5 separate regions of the Mus musculus genome follow, and all the other regions are linked to region 1. Evidence: chromatin contacts called from public Hi-C, HiCAR-type and HiChIP or PLAC-seq data. All regions are on one chromosome and are shown on one strand. Each heading gives the region's core, a stretch centred on a gene start, on an enhancer-like site or on the middle of the called end of the contact. The rest is flanking DNA. Distances are from core to core; before and after follow the strand shown. Region 1 has its middle 85 kb from the start of Gm34282. Region 2 overlaps Plekha7 (pleckstrin homology domain containing, family A member 7). Region 3 overlaps Sox6 (SRY (sex determining region Y)-box 6). Region 4 overlaps Sox6 (SRY (sex determining region Y)-box 6). Region 5 overlaps Sox6 (SRY (sex determining region Y)-box 6).

Region 1 (3,472 bases), core at 532-3,031:
AGTACAATGTTCTAGGCATCCTAGACAGGGCGGGACTGTGTTGATTCAGTGGTGTGGACTCCATAGTCACGCTCACACATGGCTGCACTCTGTGTCTCTGTGTGGATGTCTCTCTGGTGTAGAAGTCACTTCACCAGAGCGGATGAGTCCTCACGTGTGTGCACTTGGGGGCCTTTTCTCTTGCAGTAAATGTAGCTTAAAAGCTGGTGACGGGGGCTCTTCCTGAACACCAACCACAGCACATCATTTTTCTTTCAGGGAAAAACGCTAGAAATTAACCTGCAAGGGGCAAGTCTCTCCTTTACTTCCTCTTTCTGCCTTCTCTTCCTCTGTGTGCGTCTCCCTCCATCTCTGCCGTTCTATTTATAGCTTAAGGCTTTCATGTTTTCACACTTAGCATATAAACGTCCTGTCTTACATGAGAGAGGGAGCACAGAGTGGCTCTGTAATTAGATCAGCACTCTGTTCCAACGGCACATGCTCGCTCGGGCTGGACATTGTTCCCTGCTCCACTCCCACCAGCAGACGTCACCAAGCCTCAGAATCCTGCCCGAACCCCTCCTTCCATGTCCCTTTTAATCCCTAATGACAGTCCTCCAATATGACTGTCCCCGGCTCCCTATCTGGTCCTCTTCTGCCACATTGGAGGTGACTTCAGTGTGCTCCACCAGGGCTCAGAAGAGCCTAGCTCTCCACTCTGATCTCTATGCAGAGTGGGAACCATCCCTGCTTGTTAAGGCCATCAGAATGACAGCCCACAGGGACAAAGCTCACCCCTCAAACTCGCTAGGTCCCCAGTCCCTAAAAAATAAGAAGACACAATTATAAAGATTTAAATTAAATGGAAAAAATACAGGAGCTAGGAAATGAGGCTTCATTTCCAAGCCCTCTTGATGCATGTTAGCGAATATTGTTGAGAACAATTAGGGCTGTGTGAGTGAGGGGTTTTTCCTCACTCGCTTGTCAGGTCAGAAGACAATCTGTTTATTTTCCTGATACAATTTTATTCAATAAACTGAAAGGATGGGAGCCGGGAAAGGGGATATGAACAGGATGTGTGCCATCAATTTGTCAAATAAATAACCGTGCTTGGAAACAACAGATTTTATTAATTAGACAGGATGGTGTATTATTACCATTAAAGTGTTATATTGCATTAATTTTTATATTTTACTCGGCTACTAATTACTGTAAAAGATTTCGGGAATGAAGCAAAATAAAATCATGCAGCATTATACATAATGTAAAGATAGCGTGAATTAATTTGCCCACTGATCGAGAGAGAAAGATGCACTGGGGCTGTCTGTGCTTCCTTGGCTGGCCTGGCCCGGGAGCCCCGGAAGCAGCCCTGTTGTTGGCAGGCAGAGGGGTGGGAGGTGAAGGATGCCTTGAAGCCTGGGGTTTGAGGTCAGGCACTGGACTACTGGCTCTGTAACCTTTAACAAATACTCACCCAGAGATCTCCGTGTTCAGTCTCCACTTGCCTTATGGCAACTGTAAGAGTTTGCCAGGAGAGAGAGAGAGAGAGAGAGAGAGAGAGAGAGAGAGAGAGAGAGAGAGAGAGAGAGAGAGAGACTCTTTCAATGTGGGAGGGGTGGAAGGGAGGATGGCAGGATTTGTGCAGGTGTTAAATGAAAGAGTATTCAGAGGTCTAGATCCAGCCTGGGTAGGCTAATGCCCAGGTCCTGGTAGAGCCAAGAGGCCAGGTCCTGAGAGAATCATATTTGCAGCTTCTCAGCCACTGCCCTGCTGGGACATACTGCATCCAAGTGGTGCAAAGCTGGCTGCTACTAAGGTCAAGACAACAGCGCCATGAGATCCTTGTTGTAAGTGCAGACCAGAGGTCTGGATAAAACAGGTGTCTCCCCCAGGGAACCCCATCAGGCATTGGTACCACGGGAAGGAAAAAGCACACCTCACTTCTGTGCAGCCAGACGTGAGCTATATGGATACAGCCATGTCCCCCTGAACAGAGGTTTATTCTTTAGCTTAGAAAATAAAAAGTAAACTTTTGTGCTCCCTCCGCGCTCCCCTCTCCCACCAAACAACAACAAAACCAGGTTGTCTGCCCAGGCAGGGGAATCCACGCCTGGCACAAGGTCTGATGGGGGAGGCAGGATGGGTTGGGCGCTCTTTGGGAACTCCCCATGACTACAACGCTGCAGGAGCCAATGGAGCCCCCACCCGCAAGATCCTCGCTGACCTGGGCAGTGCGGCCCACTCCCCCCCCCCCCCCCCCGGGGGGTGTGCTCCCAGGCGCAACTCAAGCCCAGCCGCGTTTTTCTGCAGGCTAGGTCTCCATAGCCAGGGCCCAGGAGAACCCACATTTCTCACGACCTACTGCCACCTACTGTCCATAGATGAGAACTGCAAGCCTCTTGGAAGTGTCCTTGGGGAGCCAGAGCAGCGACTCTGGGTGCATCTGCTTAAAGCCTCAGTTTCCAGAGTGTTCCGGAACTGCGTTGTGTGGGAACAATTCTACCAGACCTCTTGAACCCTTGTGCTATATCTTACTTGGGTGACACCTGGGAGGTCTGAAAAGGTTTCCCCTGGGGTTAAAAGGTTCCTCAGAAAGGATCAGATGTAAAATTTACAGTGAATGTTCCCATTTCTGATTCTCCTGGTTAGACCTTAATCTGTGCTGGAGTCTGACCTCCCTGACCAGGGCATGCCTTCAACCTTTTTCTCTTTTACTTGCCCTAATGTTACTTTGTCTTAACTATTACACGTGTTGTTTGGGCCCGAAGTCCTGTCTGTAGTAGTAATTTAAAAGTTGAAGTCGTATGTGTTCTTGTCCTACTTCCCAAATAATTGACACAAAGATCTATTAAGTTGATTACCAAGCTTTAACCTCTGTGACTTGGCAGGTATTCATCTATTCTAACAGTCTAAGCTATCTGTTGCTCAGCCCCAGGGCCCTTTACCTTCAAGCTGAGTCTCACCATCTTGCTCTGGTCCGAGCATTGCCTATGTCTGTTCTCTCCTGGTGAACTGATGGTGAATCCCTCAGTGACCTGCTCATCAGGACTTCTTCTGGACACACTGTCTCAGGGTTTCTCCACGTAGTCTCTCTACCTTCTTTCCCCGTGGCCCTTCTCTTCTCTCTTTCCTCATGGTCTTTCTCTTAGGTCTCTCTTTCTGGAACCAGATAAAACTTCAGCTTGAAATTACTACTGCATCTGATTGCACTCTGGCTGGCCAGAAGTTATTTAACCCTTTTTTTTTTTAAAAAAATACTCAATATTATTCATCTTTAAATCTAAAACGACCATGCTTTCCATACAGTTGGTCATAGTATGAAATGAATGACGATATACGAAGGACCAGGAACGAGCCTGGCATTCAGTAGATGCTTTACAAGTGCATAGTAAGGGATTATTCAAGGCTCCAATTATCTGCATACTATCACAAGATTTCCCTTCATCTTTTAGCTCCCTAAGTGCTAAAATCATTTCAGAATCAGTCACGCTAT
Region 2 (3,472 bases), core at 293-2,792, 910 kb before region 1:
CATATTGCTTCCCATTACGGATTGGCGTGGTTCTTCCGCAGGGTAGTTTGCAGAGTGCGGTGAACTTTTGCTGTTTGTGGAAGCAATCAGGCTGGGTTTAAATGAGGACTTGTCTCTTTTTGAGCACTTGTGAGCGTGTAAGGAATTGTGTGTTTTCTTTGTGAACCATTAAATTTATCCCTGGACTTCAGTTGCCTAAGTCATCCAAACTGTAATTGGAAAACCATCAGCACACACAATTCTGTTGGTTTGCTACGGAGGACCCGAGCTTGTGCATGAATGTGTGGAGCGTGCTGACATGGCGACAGGATCGGGTCGGGGTGGTTGTGAGGTATCTTTGGCTGCTGGGGTACTGTGAGATGAATGGAGTGAGAGAGAGGAGGTGACCTGAGGCATTAAGTATCGTCTCATCCTCACAAGAGAGTCCTTTGTTCTTTTAAGGTCAGAGGTCTGAAGTGAACAGGAAGCCATCTTGGAACTGCGCACACGTGCCTGGGTAGATTTTTCCCTCCTGGGAAGAGACATTGATACAAAGTTGCCACTGTGAAACAGCCTTGGAGCAATTCCCTCTGATCTCACTTTTAGTTTGTTTTCTATTTTAAGGAAACTGTCTTATCTCAAATGGTTATCATTTTCCACGGCAGTTTGCAACACTGGTGGTCAACCAACTCCTTGGTACTGATTGGAACTCTCTACCAATTGCTGGGTCCCTGTGGACCACTGTAGGCTTAAAGTCATGGGTCTTCCTCCAGGACCCTACGGATGCACATTTGAATACTCAGAGGTCCTAGATCAGAGCACAGCCAGCAGTGTGGAAGAGGCCACAGGACGAAGGCAGAGGCCAGTTTTCAGTTACACACACACACACACACGCACACACACACACACACACACACACACACACACACAACACAGCTATGACACTTGCCTAATGTCTCAAAAGTCCGTCTTCCCAGGTCCTTAGGCCTCAGGGCCCTGTGTGGTTCTTGAATGGGTCGGAAAGTGAGGTTAACCCTCTCCTCTGTTGCCAGTGGAAGCGAGAACAAGAGTTTGACCTGCAGCTGCTGGAACGGGCTGCTCAGGGGGACAGAAAAGACAAAGAGGAGGGCTGGCTGAAAGTGCAAGCCACACCTGTCATGGAGTTGGACCTGGAGCCACAAGACTATGACTTGGACATCAGCAGAGAGGTGAGGATAGGGGCTTCCTTCATGCTTTCTAGAAGTCACCAGGCAGGGTTCAGCTTCACTGTTGCCCAGGAAGGTCCGGACGCTTGAGATCGTAAAGGCGTCCATGTTCTAAATCACACTTAAGCCTATTTCTGATGATGTGGGGAGAATTAAGTGACTCAGCATGTTCCCAAGAGGATTAGAAAATGTTCCCTGGATCATTAGTGGTGGCCCTCGAAAATGACCTCTTAGGCAGACTATCATACGTGGTGGGAAAATACAGGGCAGGTCTGAAAAGTCACAGGAGACATTTCCAGCCGGGACTGGAGCCAATTTCGATCTGAACTCTTCTGCTGCCCTCTAGTGGCCCACTTGCCTCATGACAGGTCAGGCCTAGGAAAACAAGGCAGGAGAAAGGAAGGGAGGGAGGGAGTGCCAGGCAGTCTTCTAGACATCTCTGGTCACCTGTGGTCTGTGGGCAGTGTCTGCAGCTGTTTCAGTCCTTTGTGTCCCTAGCACTAGGATGGCACGCAGTAGGCATGCTATAAATGTCTGCTGGTGGAAGACATTGTTATATGAATTTCCAGTGCCCCAAAACATTTGTGTAGGAACTTGGCCTGCTGCATTTTTCCCAGGTGTAGGCTGAGTTTGGGTGAGATTCTAAGTCTTCCACAGGTGCCCTACTTAGGTAGAGGGGGAACTTTGCCACTGTGGTTGTGTGTGTGTGTGTGTTAAAATCTGGGTCTCACACATGCCAAGTACATAGAACTACATACCTAGCCCTCCCATTTCAAGAGACAGGGCAGATCCATTTGCAGGTTTTTGTTTTGTTTTGTTTTTCCCTTTGAATGGTTAGGGATTCATGGGGGAAAGGAGCTCTGAGAACAAAGAGAACACTGTAGGTAACTCGGTACTTGAGTTTCTAGGTTCTTGGTTCTTGCAGTCAGTAAATTCAGCCTCCTGCCCCAGGTCTTTTTCTCTGACAGCCTAAACAGTAGCTGCCAACAGTCTGGCGGCTTTCTTATTCACAAAGAGCCTCCATGTGCTCTTGGCAATGCGAGGCTGCCCTCTGCTGTCCTTCCTTATCTCTAACCTAAATCCTCCTGCTACAATGCAGTCTACTTCCTACTCTAGATCTGTCCTGGTCGGATGACAGATTTTTTTCTTGCCACCTTTCAACAAACTGAAGGGCCACATGGGTTCAGTTCTGCTACTGAGACCAAAATCCACCTAGTCAAGGGGGAAGAAAACTATCTTGAGGCAAATTAAGATGACATTTTGAAAATCGCAAGCTTAAATATTCCTAAAAGCGTGGACAGAGGTTTTCAGAACTTTAGCTAGCAGGTTAAAAACAGGGATTCCCACTGGTGCTGGGGGAAAACAAAATTAACTTTTTTTTTTTTAATTTAAAATGTACTGAGACAACCAGTAGAGTTGGTTCTTTCCTACCATGTGGGTCCCCAAGATCAAACTTGAGTCATTAGCCTTGGCAGCAAGCAGCTTACCTACTGAGCCATCTCTCAAATGCACAAATTTAACATTCTTGCAGGAATGGGGTGCTATGAAGACTGAATCTGTATATAGCATGGGGGAGGGGCCTTGTCACCAGAGCACTGTCCCAGAGGAAAGAATGAGAGAGCTTTTAGGAAAGGTAACTTAGATAAACCTGCAGAGTCAGGCTGGGGGCAGGTGGAGAACTGAAGAGAGGACCATCAGTCTTCATCCGTTAGGTGAAGGTAAAAATCTACGCTCTGCCCAGAAGTACGAAAAGCACCTTGGTTATTAACCGGTTGCATGCTGTCACTGCTGGTTCAAGCTTTTCAGTCAGTCAGGTCTGACCTGTACGCCCCCCAAAGTCAGAAGTGTGTTTGAGATGGGAGAGGTTTTACTACGGTTATGTCAGCTCACCCATCCGTTTTGGGTGGTCTCTAAGCTGCCTGGCTCTGGTTCGACCTTTTTTTGTTTGTTTATTTGGTTGGTTAGTTGGTTGGTTGGTTGGGCTTTGTTATTTTCTGTTTTGAGACAGGACCTTTCTAGGTAGCCCTGGCTGGCCTGGAACTCACTGTGTAGACTAGAGATCCACTTGTCTCTGCCTCTCCAGTGCTGGGATTAAATACACGTACTATCTCACAGCCCTGAAATAAGACTTCACTTACTGAAGTCCTATTTCAGTGCCAGATCCCTAAATTAGAGCAGAAGAAAGCTCCTTAGGTGGGAAGGACACCAGAGCTCCCACTGAGCCCGTGTGGCTGGAGGGTCGGCTCACTGGGGCTTTGAGTGTAGCACTAAGGATCAAGTGCTTCCTG
Region 3 (3,472 bases), core at 616-3,115, 720 kb before region 1:
GCACAATCACACATTTCCTGTAAAGTAGGCTTGGCTCCTGGTGGGCCTACATTTGGTGCCAGTACAGGAAGCTTCCGAAGGAGGCAGGATAGTGTGGTGGTGGTGTTCATGCACCAGGTGGGGAGGCTGTAATCAAAGGACACATACAATCATTATCTTTTGCTGTTGAAAACACAGCCCCAAGAGCAGAGGCTTTGAGGAGGACTCATTGAATCCTACCTAGCAACACTCCGATGCTTCCAAGATAATGCACACATTACATCAGAACTATTGTAATGCTTTTGGCAACTAAGCAAAGTATTATTACAATTTTTGATTTATCACCCAGTTTATAGTTTTCTCTAAACTAATATTACACCAACAGCTCCATTTTTAGATGCTATAATGGTCCTTTCATATTTCTGTAGGACTGTGGTAAAGCTGGATTTATTAGCTGCATTTGAAGGTATGGTGGGCCACACAAGGGTCAGTGCTGATGTGGTCAGTGTCCACTGGAGAAAGGAGAGTGAGACCTGGGGAGAACTGCTCCCTGCTGCTTTCTGAGATTGTTTTAACCAAAAAGAGACTTTAACATTACCCTGTATTTTTACGTGACAGTAATTTTTAATGAAAGGACCAAATGCATATAGAGAAGGCAAATTCAGTCTTTGTCTCAGCTGGGTAATGGTCTCAAGCATAGGTGAGGGAGTGCCAATAGACACTCGTACACAGCTAACAGCAGGACATGACAGACAGGCTGCCCATAATTTAGCAAAATAGTCATTGATTACTGCATCCATTTTAATAACTATCCAGTTTAGGAAGTCTGAGAAATCTTAGACATCTATTTTGTGTTTTGAGTCTGTATTACTTAGCTTAGTTTTATCTAAGCATGTTGGTATGTTATTTTGCACTTTGACACGAGGATAATCATTTCATCAGTTTTTGCCAGTTCCAAAGCATCACAATGCAAGTTAGATGTTGCCGGCCAGGAGAATCATGCCATGCAGCCTCTCTCCTTTTCAGTGTATTGCTTACATACTTCTTGCTGGGAGTTTTCAAAGGCATGAGTTAATTATACTGAGAAAGATGCATTTCTAAAACCTCACTTCATATAAAAGACTGGCAAAGAGACTTACCATTAATGTTTTATCAGTCAAAAAGACAATCCCCATGATGTGTGCTTGTTGTTATTATTATTTGCTGAGCACTACGGGCTTGGCACAGTGCTTTGATGAGAAGGGAGGTGTGTACACGGGAGGGGTTTAAATTTTAACTATTACTAGAGAGTTTCTGCAGGTGGAGTTTTCTCTGGACAGCTCAGCTTCCCATGGGCAGAGGTGATAGCCCCCCTACAGCACCAGGCTTTCTGTTTCCTCTCTTTTCTGGCTCTTTTAGGGCTTTGGAATGCACAGCCATAGCACAAGGCATGTTTGCCAGTTAATTGTTATTTTTCCCTTTTTAAGCCTGGCATTATGAACAATTAAGCAGCAGCATTAATGGAATCCAGTCTCTGCCCTTATAGCTACTTGAACTGAACAGAAATACAATTTTAATTTTTCAATTGGGGCAAGCTGATAAGAAGCCCATGGCTTGGTTTTTATGCCTTCCACAAATGTTCCAGTTTCATTAAGCTAAGTAATATAGAAATTTAGATATATTATTCCTCGTGGGATACTGTCTTCTTTTGTTATTGTGTGCACATCACAAGTTAGAATGAATGGCTGTTAAAATATGTGCTTAAGTTCATATTCACTGAACACTGACAGCTTTAAGGGAAGGGATCATTCTGGAATTTCTCTTAGTAATGGCACTGTGTGAACCCACTGACTGTGTTGGTTTTATGACTAATTAAGTGGGTTTTTCCATGAATCTAGAGTTGTAGGGCAGGCAGCTAAAGGGAAACATCTGGGGACACTGAGAAACCTGAGCATAATATGGAGCAGACAAGAGGAGTATTAAAGGATCCAGAGCCTTGGAGAAGGCAATATGGCTGAAGAGGTGGGGCAACATCTCTACCTCCAACATTATGAGTAACTGCAAAAACAGAGATAGCGAGAGATGTGTGGACAGGAGACAGCTAACATAGGAGGCTTTTTGTAGCTCACAAAATTGATTTTAGGACTGTTTTTCAAGACTTGGAAATACTTGTTGGGATTAAGCAACAGTTATTTAAAAGGATTTCTACAATTTCTTATGATTTATTGCAAGTGTATTTATTTTAATTCAGTGTTTTTTAAAAGACATTCCAGGAAGTGTAGATTCTGCAGAAAAACTAATGAGAATCATTTTACTTTATCTGGGTAAAGAGTCATAAAGATGTGTATGAAAATAATCACCCATATAGCTCATGGTAGCATTGTATGGGAGAACTCTAGAAAAGTTCCTCACCAGGTCAGCACTCCCAGAGAGAGTTGTGCCCCATGCATATCGCAGTGATTTTACAGTCCTGCAGGTAGGGCCGGCCTAGACAGCCATCAAGAGATGGCATCATAAAGATGATGTGTAGCGTTTATGCGACAGAGTACTATTCAGCCATAACAAAGAACAGAATGATGTGATTTGCAGGAAAATGCATGAAATTAGAGATTCATGTTAGCTGAAATAAGCCCGGCACAGCAAGGCAGGGATGACATGCCTTCCCTCTTAGCCCTCACCTTGACTCTTTGAAAGTCTAAGTCAGCATGCGAGGGAAAGCATGTCTTGCTTAGTTTTGGGTGTTGGGAAGCTAGTGCAACCCATCCTTTCATGCGAGCGAGTGTGGTGGATCTGCCTCCTGCCTCCTGCCTTCTCTCCCTCTGTTTGCTCCCTGTCTCTGTCCCTTCTTTGTTTTACTGATGGTGGCTTTGCTTTTAGTTTGCACTGTGTGGTAAGTTGAAGGTGACAGTTGGCACTTGCCTCTTAAGTTCTGTGCAGTTCCACTGTTCTGACCGGGGCTACAGACCTTCTTTAAGGTAGCCTGTGGTTGCTGCTGTCATTCTTTTTTTTTGTTTTTGTTTTTGTTTTTGTTTTTGTTTTTGTTTTTGTTTTTGTTTTTGTTTTTGTTTTTGTTTTTGCAAGACGGAGTTTCTCTGTTGTAGCCCTGGCTATCCTGGAACTACCTCTGCAGAGCAGGCTAGCCTCCAGCTCACAGAGATCTTTCTACCTCTGCCTCCTGAGTGCTGAGATTAAAGTTTTCCAGCTTTCTGGGAAACAAAGAACTGAAACCAAGATCCAATTGTTCTTTATTTTGTCCCATTTTTGAAATATAAACTAAGGTCCCTCTAGACCAGTGGTTCTCAACCTTCCTAGTGCTGTGACCCTTTAACATAGTTCCTGATGTGGTGACTCCCAACCATAAAATTATTTTTATTGCTACTTCATATCTGTAATTTAGCTACTGTTATGAATTATAATGTAAAATTTTTTTGAGATAAAGGGTTGCCAAAGGATTCCTGACCGCTGCTCTAGTTCATCCTGTGCAATCACAGGGAAATGGAGAAACTATTGGAAT
Region 4 (3,472 bases), core at 455-2,954, 650 kb before region 1:
TCCATTTGCATAGCCCCAGATGCCACTGGGTTTCAGGATGAAAAGGAAACTTACAAAAGTCCTGACCACATTGCACTCATAGATTTAAAATAATGGGACTGACCAGTGAGATTCTAATCATGCATTTATCACATGCTAGACATTCCAAAGCGAGGGGCGGAACAGTGCGGGGTGTGTCTTCTCAGTCTTCCATGCAGCCTCACGGTGCGTTGTGAAAACACACCTGCCAAATTTGGAAAGTTTATTTTAGGTGAAATGTACAGTGAGACTTGGTTGTGGGGTGTGTGTGTGTGTGTGTGTGTGTGTGTGTGTGTGTATGTGTGTGTTTAAAGTATCTTGCACCTTTCAGTTTAGTTTTTCTTTTATTTGGAACTATTTTTCTTATGATAATATATTAAGGATTTGGGTGCTTAATTTAATGTTAACTCTAAAAGGCACACCGAATAAATACTTACAAGAGAATCTTACTACACGGATACCTAGAAACTCTCCCTGGCCCTGCAGTTGCAGAATTCCCGTGGCGAGGGCATTCTCCACATGCCCACCATTATCTGATGTAATGAAAAGAGAAAGTGTGCAGCAGCGAGATTGTTAATTAATTTAGCCTAACAAGATGAAGACGAATGAAGCAGAGCACAGGATGAATGAAGGAAGAGGTCTTATTTACAATGTAATACATTTTTATATAATACAGATTTTACTTGGTTTAAAAATAGATCCCCCCAATACTATGAACAAAATCAATCCCCACCCCACCATTCCACATGGAGCTCCTGGCCTGACCTCACAGAAAGCAAGCCAGGGCTCCATATGGAAGACACTTCTCCAATGTGTAAACAGGGCTTTTCTTCTGCTAAGAATCCTACAGTAGTTAACCTTTAACTCCAGGGTTTTATTATTCCTGCTGCAGACAGAGGTGAGCACAAGCACAGAGACCTGGAAGCTTTTAGGTCTCTTGTCCTCCAGGTTGCCCCAGACATGCCGTCTCTGTTGTTTAATAATCATTTTATTTTAATTGTCTTTCACTAAAGGCAGGAATCTCAAGGGCTGGGGGGTGGGGTGGGCAGGGAGGAAAAGCTGTGTGCTTCTTACTTGCAGTTACACAGGGTTCTTAGACTCGCATTATTTTAAAGTCCCCCCTTCAGAGAGTAATGAGCTTTCTCCGGGATCTGACCTTTCGTCATTCCTGCTTTCTGCTCAGAAGTACTTCCTTCCTTCCTACTGTAGCTAGAAAAGACAGTCTCTTATCTCGAGTTACTGTAGGCAGTGGTGACAGGACTCCACAAATGGTGGTATTATGATCACTGTGTTTTTATCTCAGGGGTCAGGAACAAATGCATGCAACTGCTTCTAAGGATTTCAATAAATAGGACTTTTTTTTTTTTAGTCCAGACAATCGCCTTTTATGTTACTTTTAAACAAAGCTACTAGTCCATCAAGAGTTTGAAAAGAAAACAATTCCACAGAGTGCCGGTATGGCCACAGACCAATCATCATGGCACCCATTCTCAAGTCCTTTATTTTTCAAGTCCACAACAATAGGTTGTTGATTCAATGGACAAGACCAGAACAATTAAGTTCTCTGTTTAGCAGCAGTGCAGCATTTTAATGCCCTTCTCTAATAATGCTCTCATTATTGTTATTCTAAGACTGGGCCTCAGGAGGAGGAATATTTGCTGGAGGTACGTCATTATTTTGCAAATTTCGATTAGCTCATCATGTTGTCTGTAGTGTGAAAATCGTAGCTAATTAGGGCAGCCAGTTAGACGACCAGCTTTTGAGCTTATGAGTTAAAAGGTAGCATACTTGATAGGCCAGCGATGTGAAAAAGGTGGTAAAAAGGAGGATTAGAGCAGTTGCCTTAGTAACTCCAACTTCCATCTGGGAGGGAACAATGGACTTGTGTTTCTCCCCCACCTTGGTGTAAAAATTGGTTTTGTTTTGAAAGGACAGGGTTCTTTTTATGACAATCTGGAATTCAGCCCAACTGAGTGCAGTTTTAGTTGTTAGGAGAGACCATTGGGATAGGAAAGATGAAAAGGTCATGGTGAGCCTCAAGGACATGAAAGGTCGTTGTCTGGGGAAACAATGGTAGATTGTGTTCTTTTTTCTCCCTCTCTCTAATATTTCAAGCCAGCCAGCCCCTAAGTCAGGTGATGGGACAAATACCTACAGTTTAGTCAGGTGAAACAGGAGGAGGGGAGGATTTGGGGGAGAGAATTTGTACTATGCCAAAGAAAGAAAGGAAGAAAGAAGGAAAGAGAAAAAGAAAGAAAGAAAGAAAGAAAGAAAGGAAGAAAGAAAGAAGAAAAGAAAAGAAAGAAAAGAAAAGAGAAGGGAAAGGGCTGTCCCCAACCTGCTTCAGTTGAGAGAGTAGTATTTCTTTGTCACCGTCCTGAGATCCCAGTGTGCTCTGGATGGGTTGCCTCTGGGCCAGCACATCTCTGGGAACCTCTCCAGCGTGTGGAGCTTGATTTAAGCTTTCTCTTCGAGCTCCCGGAGGACCAGTGATGTGATACTTAACAATAAATTTAGTTGTTGTCGCTTTCTTGCATTATTGGTACCCTTAAAAGGTTTTCCTTAAAATGCACACAGAATAAAATGAATGATAAATATGAAAGAAATTTGTCTCCGCACTCCACAGGGTTTTACCATAAATTCTATGACTTCCATCACAGAAAGTTTACAGGAAACTGTTTAGATGTTGCTGCAATAGCAGTTCAATTTTTTTATGTACGTAAGAAAATGCCACAATTTTAGGATCTACTAGGGCTTTGTATATGGGGATGGTGATAGAAAAAGACTGAATACAGCACCATTTCTTTAAAATCCTCAAAGCCAAATCACCCTTCCCAGGGTCACAATACTTGTAGTTCAGTGAAATGAATGACTTCTCTTTTCCTTCTATATTAGTCTCTCTCTCTCTCTCTCTCTCTCTCTCTCTCTCTCTCTCTCTCTCTCTCCCTCTCCCTCTCCCTCTCCCTCTCCCTCTCCCTCCCCCTCTCCCTCCCCCTCTCCCTCTCCCTCTCTCTGTGTAGAGAGCTAAAAAGAATAAAGAAAGGAGTGTTGCATTTTATAAACAAAAAAGACTGTTTTTGATGATCTCAGACACCTTTATTTTTCTTCTCTGTTGTCTCATCGTGATTCTCTGGTTGAAGCTGAACTTGGTCCAGGGAGTTGGAGGTTTGAGACTCTCCCTTAATCCCAGGTCTCCCATTGCCCAGCCAACCATCCTCCTTGTGCTAACCTTTGTTCTTTGGAGGAGCTGTATTCCTTTTGTTTGTTGAGCTGATATAGCTGAGTCATGAAACTCCAGAGTTGCAAGACTTTTGCCACTAGCTAGTTACACTTCTACATTTGAAACGTGAAGAAAGATGGAAGTGACTGGCCCAAGGAAGTGCAAGCTCTTTAGAGCTAAAGGGTTACCATTTGCTGTATTGTCTAAATATGAAAACCTGAATTAAAAGAAAAA
Region 5 (3,472 bases), core at 588-3,087, 530 kb before region 1:
AAATGTTTAAGTAGTATGCATGCTATAGCAGAGAATATAGGGGTGCTAAATATGATAACCAGCTCTCCCATAGCTTCTGCTAGTCAGAGAACTTATAAAATGCTAAACTGCACGATTTCTATGATTCTAATATTCCTAGACTTAAAAGTTATACTATAATTCCAAGTGAATAAATGCAATAAAATCTAAAAATAAGGATCCTCGTTAGAAGAACCTGTATTAGTGTATTTTTAAATGAGATGCAAAAGCCTGCATCTGCCGTTTTATTCCTTGTAAGACAGTAATTGACAAACTGCAGTCAGCACGCTTTCATGTGTTTTTCTTCCTTTGCTGAATTCATTTTTTTTTAAAAATGAAAGTTAAAAAGGGAAAAGGGGACTCCAGGATTTTGAAACTCACTGGTCCTGAAGTGATGGGAAAATAGGCGAGGTGTCACAGCTAATTTCTGGCCCTGTTTTATGAGTTCTGCTCTTCCTTATTCTCCCTGTCAGCTCAGGAATCCCCGAGGCTGTGCAAACTGGCTGAACATCACTCAATCCGAGTTTTATATCCCCTTTTAATAATGTTGAGTCTATTCTGTCCAACTTTGATTCAGACAACCTGCTTGTCTTGAAAAAGTGATATATTTAATCAGTGGCGCTGTCCCCAGCCTAGCTCCCACTGCGTGTGACTGCAGCCGGGGAGTGGTGCAGTGCTCTGTCACTGCTGTTTGAATGGGTAATGTGGAGCCCATCAGCTGAGAAGACAGGAGCTGGAACTGCATGTTAGGACACACGATCAAAAGCCACTCTCCACTTTCTGCCAATCAAACCTCATGTTGCCTTGTGGGGCAGACATTAAATAGATTTTTTTTTCCAGCCTTATACTGTGGGCACTTTGCCAGTTTGACATGTGAACTGTTACAAAAAGATAGCAGAGTTTTGACTGCTTGCTGACTGCCTAAAAATATTACTGAACACTTGTCAGAAAGAAATGTTCATAATGCTATATTATAGAAAGCCAGTGAAATGTTTGTTACTCTTATGGTATACTATGGGTTTTTGTTGTTGTTCCAGAAGTGATTGGGGCAGAACAAGGCCAGACAGTTGCTTCTCGGGAGAAAGTAAAAGGACAAGCTGAATGAGCTGGGCATAAAGCTAACACTCAGTATGACCAACAGTTCAGCTGGGGTGATAGTCACTGTGTGGAAATAATATCAGTAAATGAAATATTGTTTTACATTCTTCCCTGGTGTTTTAAAAATTATTTACTCTTCTGAAATCAAAATAGGAGAGGCTGTTAGTAGTTATATTTTGAGCAAAACCAGCATTTGAAACTTGAAATTGTGACTGACATGGGCATCTCCACCTTTCTGTTTATTGAGGCAATAAGCCCATTTCTGAATTCCAAGTCAGTCTCTGGTTTGTGTTTGTCCCGTGGCTGTTTTCAGGGGCCTCTTTCTTTTTGTTCTGCCCTGAGGATTTCCCCATTATATTCCTGCCTCACCCTGTGCCTGTATCAGTCTAGTAACGATGATGGCCTAACTACTAAGCTTTTATAAACAACAACGAATAGAAAGTACTTTTAATTTTAAAAGCGCCTTGGGACTGGCATTTCTGACCATTTCCAAGCTCCCAGATAACCGTCCCAAAGCTGTTAAATCTCGGTGTTTTGATTCTTCCAAACTTGCCTCTTGGTACTTGCTGTCGTCTCTTCTCTAATGATCATTTTAAAAGGAGTTAAACATTTTCACCAAAACATACCATGGCAGTCTAGTGAGCTGCACATAAACAGCTGCTCCTTCAATAAGCCATTCTTTATAATACCCTTATTACCTTCCAGTGTCTCAAATTCTGATTAGTCAACAGAGCTGATTGCTGCACACATTCCATTGCCCGTCTTCTCTGCTCAGCTGCTCATGTCTGAGTAATCACAACACAACTTGGGCATTGTTTCTCTCAAGTTGCTGTTCATATTGTGCCTTGAAAATCTCTGGATTATCCAGGAAAACTGCCGTGGTGTGGCTGTGAGTGACTTTCCTAACTTGCATTTAAATTGTTTGCAAAAAGCACTCCATAAAAAAAAATCATGTAACTGTGCAACTCTTAGGTTAGAGAGAATATCTGTAACTTAAAACTGTTCCTGCGATCCGATTATGAAACAGGCAGGGCATGTGGCTGTGTTTTAAAAATGAGTCCTTTATAAATGTGTAGTTATAAAATTGTTATGCGACAGCTATTACATTTCAGTCAGCTCTGGACGAGATAATTGTGTGGAGAACCTCACAGGAAGGGTCCAAAGGACCTCCACGTTTGCTTAAGATGAGATAACTTTAGTCCAGTTACTGCAGGCCACCACTGGTGCCCACCAGATAGGGCAGCGCAGTGGCGGCTCCAGTTAGGACAAAATAAGTAGGGTGGGAAAAGTGTCTTCTCTGAAGCTAGAATTTCAGCGATTCCTCTGTTGTGACCCCCTGGAATTTACTCTCTGTGAGGAGGAAATGCTGACACACTGGAAATGCAACCTCAGCCAAGGCCCTAAATCTGTCATTGTGCTCTGGAGTCTGCTCTGAAAATAGCGGAGCTCTTTTGGTAAATTAAAATCGGTGTGAATGGGAACAGATGTCGCCATGCTTCCCCTATCTTCAGGGATGCCCAGTAGAAAGGGGAGGGTCAGCGGGGTTACAGGGTGGAGCACTCAGGAGTATGCAAACAGGGTCCACACAGGGAGTACTACTGACATGTTCTGGAATAGATTTGGACTGAGTGTGAACTTACCTACATTGCTACACCTAGAGGAAAAGGAAGGGGCAGTGTTTATTTCTGGGAGACTCTTGGATAGTCCCTGTGCTTGTATCTTTTCTTCAGCAAGCTACACGGTCCCTGGATACCATTAGCTTCTTACTTTCTGGAATTCTCTTGCCATATGCTCCTAAAGTATTTGTTACACTCTAAGGCTATAGTAGAGTCTTTGTACTGATATTTGTCAAAAATAATGAAAACGGTTTGTGCTCTAAAACTGTACAATTTATCAAATAGCATATGTAGCCAATTTAAATAAGTCTCATCGAAGTTTCAGTCTTGATTTGAAAAAATAGCATAGGATGAATTTATTTATAAGAACCTTAATAGTTTCTCTCAATTCCTTTTACATTTTAGATTACCTTATAATTTTCTAAATCTACATGAACAATAATGATCAATTTTGTCAGCATTATTCACACCTTTTATTAATTTAACATAGATGAATAAATGTGAGTGTTGTGAAGAGTTGATTGGGAATAGATTTTAAATCTGACAGTTAGATTACAGGGTACCTAAGAAAAAATGGCTCTTTCACTAGGTACCTAGTAATTTAATTCTTGTTTGAAATTATTATAATTTATTACAGTGTGTGGGTCCTAATGAATGTCTACTATTAAATGAAAAGGAGAAATTGAAATTAAGATTATGAAATTCTTTTAACTCATATCTTTAAATCCTCTTAAACAATT

The links. A called contact is a pair of places that touch in the nucleus more often than the background predicts. HiCAR-type assays count read pairs that join an accessible place to other places. HiChIP or PLAC-seq counts read pairs in DNA pulled down with a chosen protein or histone mark.
Region 2: a contact with region 1 is called in a HiCAR-type map of astrocytes, with 2.6 times the contacts expected there. The contact joins two enhancer-like sites. A contact is called at or near these places in 2 of 15 datasets of contacts at CTCF or cohesin (large pre-B cells and pro-B cells), 7 of 484 Hi-C or Micro-C datasets (the AtT-20 cell line, B cells, the G1E-ER4 cell line and 4 more) and 2 of 115 datasets of contacts at active chromatin or transcription factors (astrocytes and large pre-B cells).
Region 3: an H3K4me3 HiChIP or PLAC-seq map of embryonic limb bud shows a contact between it and region 1, with 5 times the contacts expected there. The contact joins two enhancer-like sites. A contact is called at or near these places in 1 of 484 Hi-C or Micro-C datasets (adipose-derived mesenchymal stem cells) and 4 of 115 datasets of contacts at active chromatin or transcription factors (embryonic basal ganglia, embryonic limb bud, embryonic stem cells and 1 more).
Region 4: a Hi-C map of the N1E-115 cell line shows a contact between it and region 1, with 15 times the contacts expected there. The contact joins two enhancer-like sites. A contact is called at or near these places in 2 of 484 Hi-C or Micro-C datasets (the N1E-115 cell line and embryonic stem cells) and 7 of 115 datasets of contacts at active chromatin or transcription factors (SST interneurons, astrocytes, differentiating embryonic stem cells and 4 more).
Region 5: a contact with region 1 is called in an H3K27ac HiChIP or PLAC-seq map of SST interneurons, with 6 times the contacts expected there. The contact joins two enhancer-like sites. A contact is called at or near these places in 3 of 39 promoter capture datasets (hippocampal neurons and liver), 6 of 484 Hi-C or Micro-C datasets (the HPC-7 cell line, cortical neurons, muscle stem cells and 3 more), 7 of 115 datasets of contacts at active chromatin or transcription factors (SST interneurons, astrocytes, embryonic basal ganglia and 4 more) and 2 of 9 other capture datasets (embryonic tail and embryonic trunk).

What each region holds. Positions count from the first base shown.
Region 1 is chr7:115,215,825-115,219,296 of GRCm38.p6, reverse strand. No RefSeq gene overlaps it. Among named protein-coding and RNA genes, the nearest start is that of Gm34282, 85 kb to the right of the region's middle. Within about 2 kb of position 1,781, at least 140 of the 459 cell types and tissues checked have an H3K27ac peak or open chromatin away from gene starts, as enhancers often do. A contact at or near this core is called in the N1E-115 cell line, SST interneurons, astrocytes and 6 more, where this site is marked.
Region 2 is chr7:116,130,336-116,133,807 of GRCm38.p6, reverse strand. It overlaps Plekha7 (pleckstrin homology domain containing, family A member 7), which reads left to right. Exons shown (of 27, transcript NM_001305185.1): 24 at 1,032-1,187. Among named protein-coding and RNA genes, the nearest start is that of 1110004F10Rik, 39 kb to the right of the region's middle. Within about 2 kb of position 1,542, at least 38 of the 459 cell types and tissues checked have an H3K27ac peak or open chromatin away from gene starts, as enhancers often do. A contact at or near this core is called in the N1E-115 cell line and astrocytes, where this site is marked.
Region 3 is chr7:115,935,459-115,938,930 of GRCm38.p6, reverse strand. The region is part of intron 2 of Sox6 (SRY (sex determining region Y)-box 6); the gene reads left to right. Among named protein-coding and RNA genes, the nearest start is that of Sox6os, 95 kb to the left of the region's middle. Within about 2 kb of position 1,865, at least 6 of the 459 cell types and tissues checked have an H3K27ac peak or open chromatin away from gene starts, as enhancers often do. A contact at or near this core is called in embryonic limb bud, where this site is marked.
Region 4 is chr7:115,864,398-115,867,869 of GRCm38.p6, reverse strand. The region is part of intron 2 of Sox6 (SRY (sex determining region Y)-box 6); the gene reads left to right. Among named protein-coding and RNA genes, the nearest start is that of Sox6os, 170 kb to the left of the region's middle. Within about 2 kb of position 1,704, at least 65 of the 459 cell types and tissues checked have an H3K27ac peak or open chromatin away from gene starts, as enhancers often do. A contact at or near this core is called in the N1E-115 cell line, astrocytes and embryonic forebrain, where this site is marked.
Region 5 is chr7:115,749,671-115,753,142 of GRCm38.p6, reverse strand. All of the region lies in intron 4 of Sox6 (SRY (sex determining region Y)-box 6), which reads left to right. Among named protein-coding and RNA genes, the nearest start is that of Gm51455, 250 kb to the right of the region's middle. Within about 2 kb of position 1,837, at least 43 of the 459 cell types and tissues checked have an H3K27ac peak or open chromatin away from gene starts, as enhancers often do. A contact at or near this core is called in SST interneurons, astrocytes, muscle stem cells and 3 more, where this site is marked.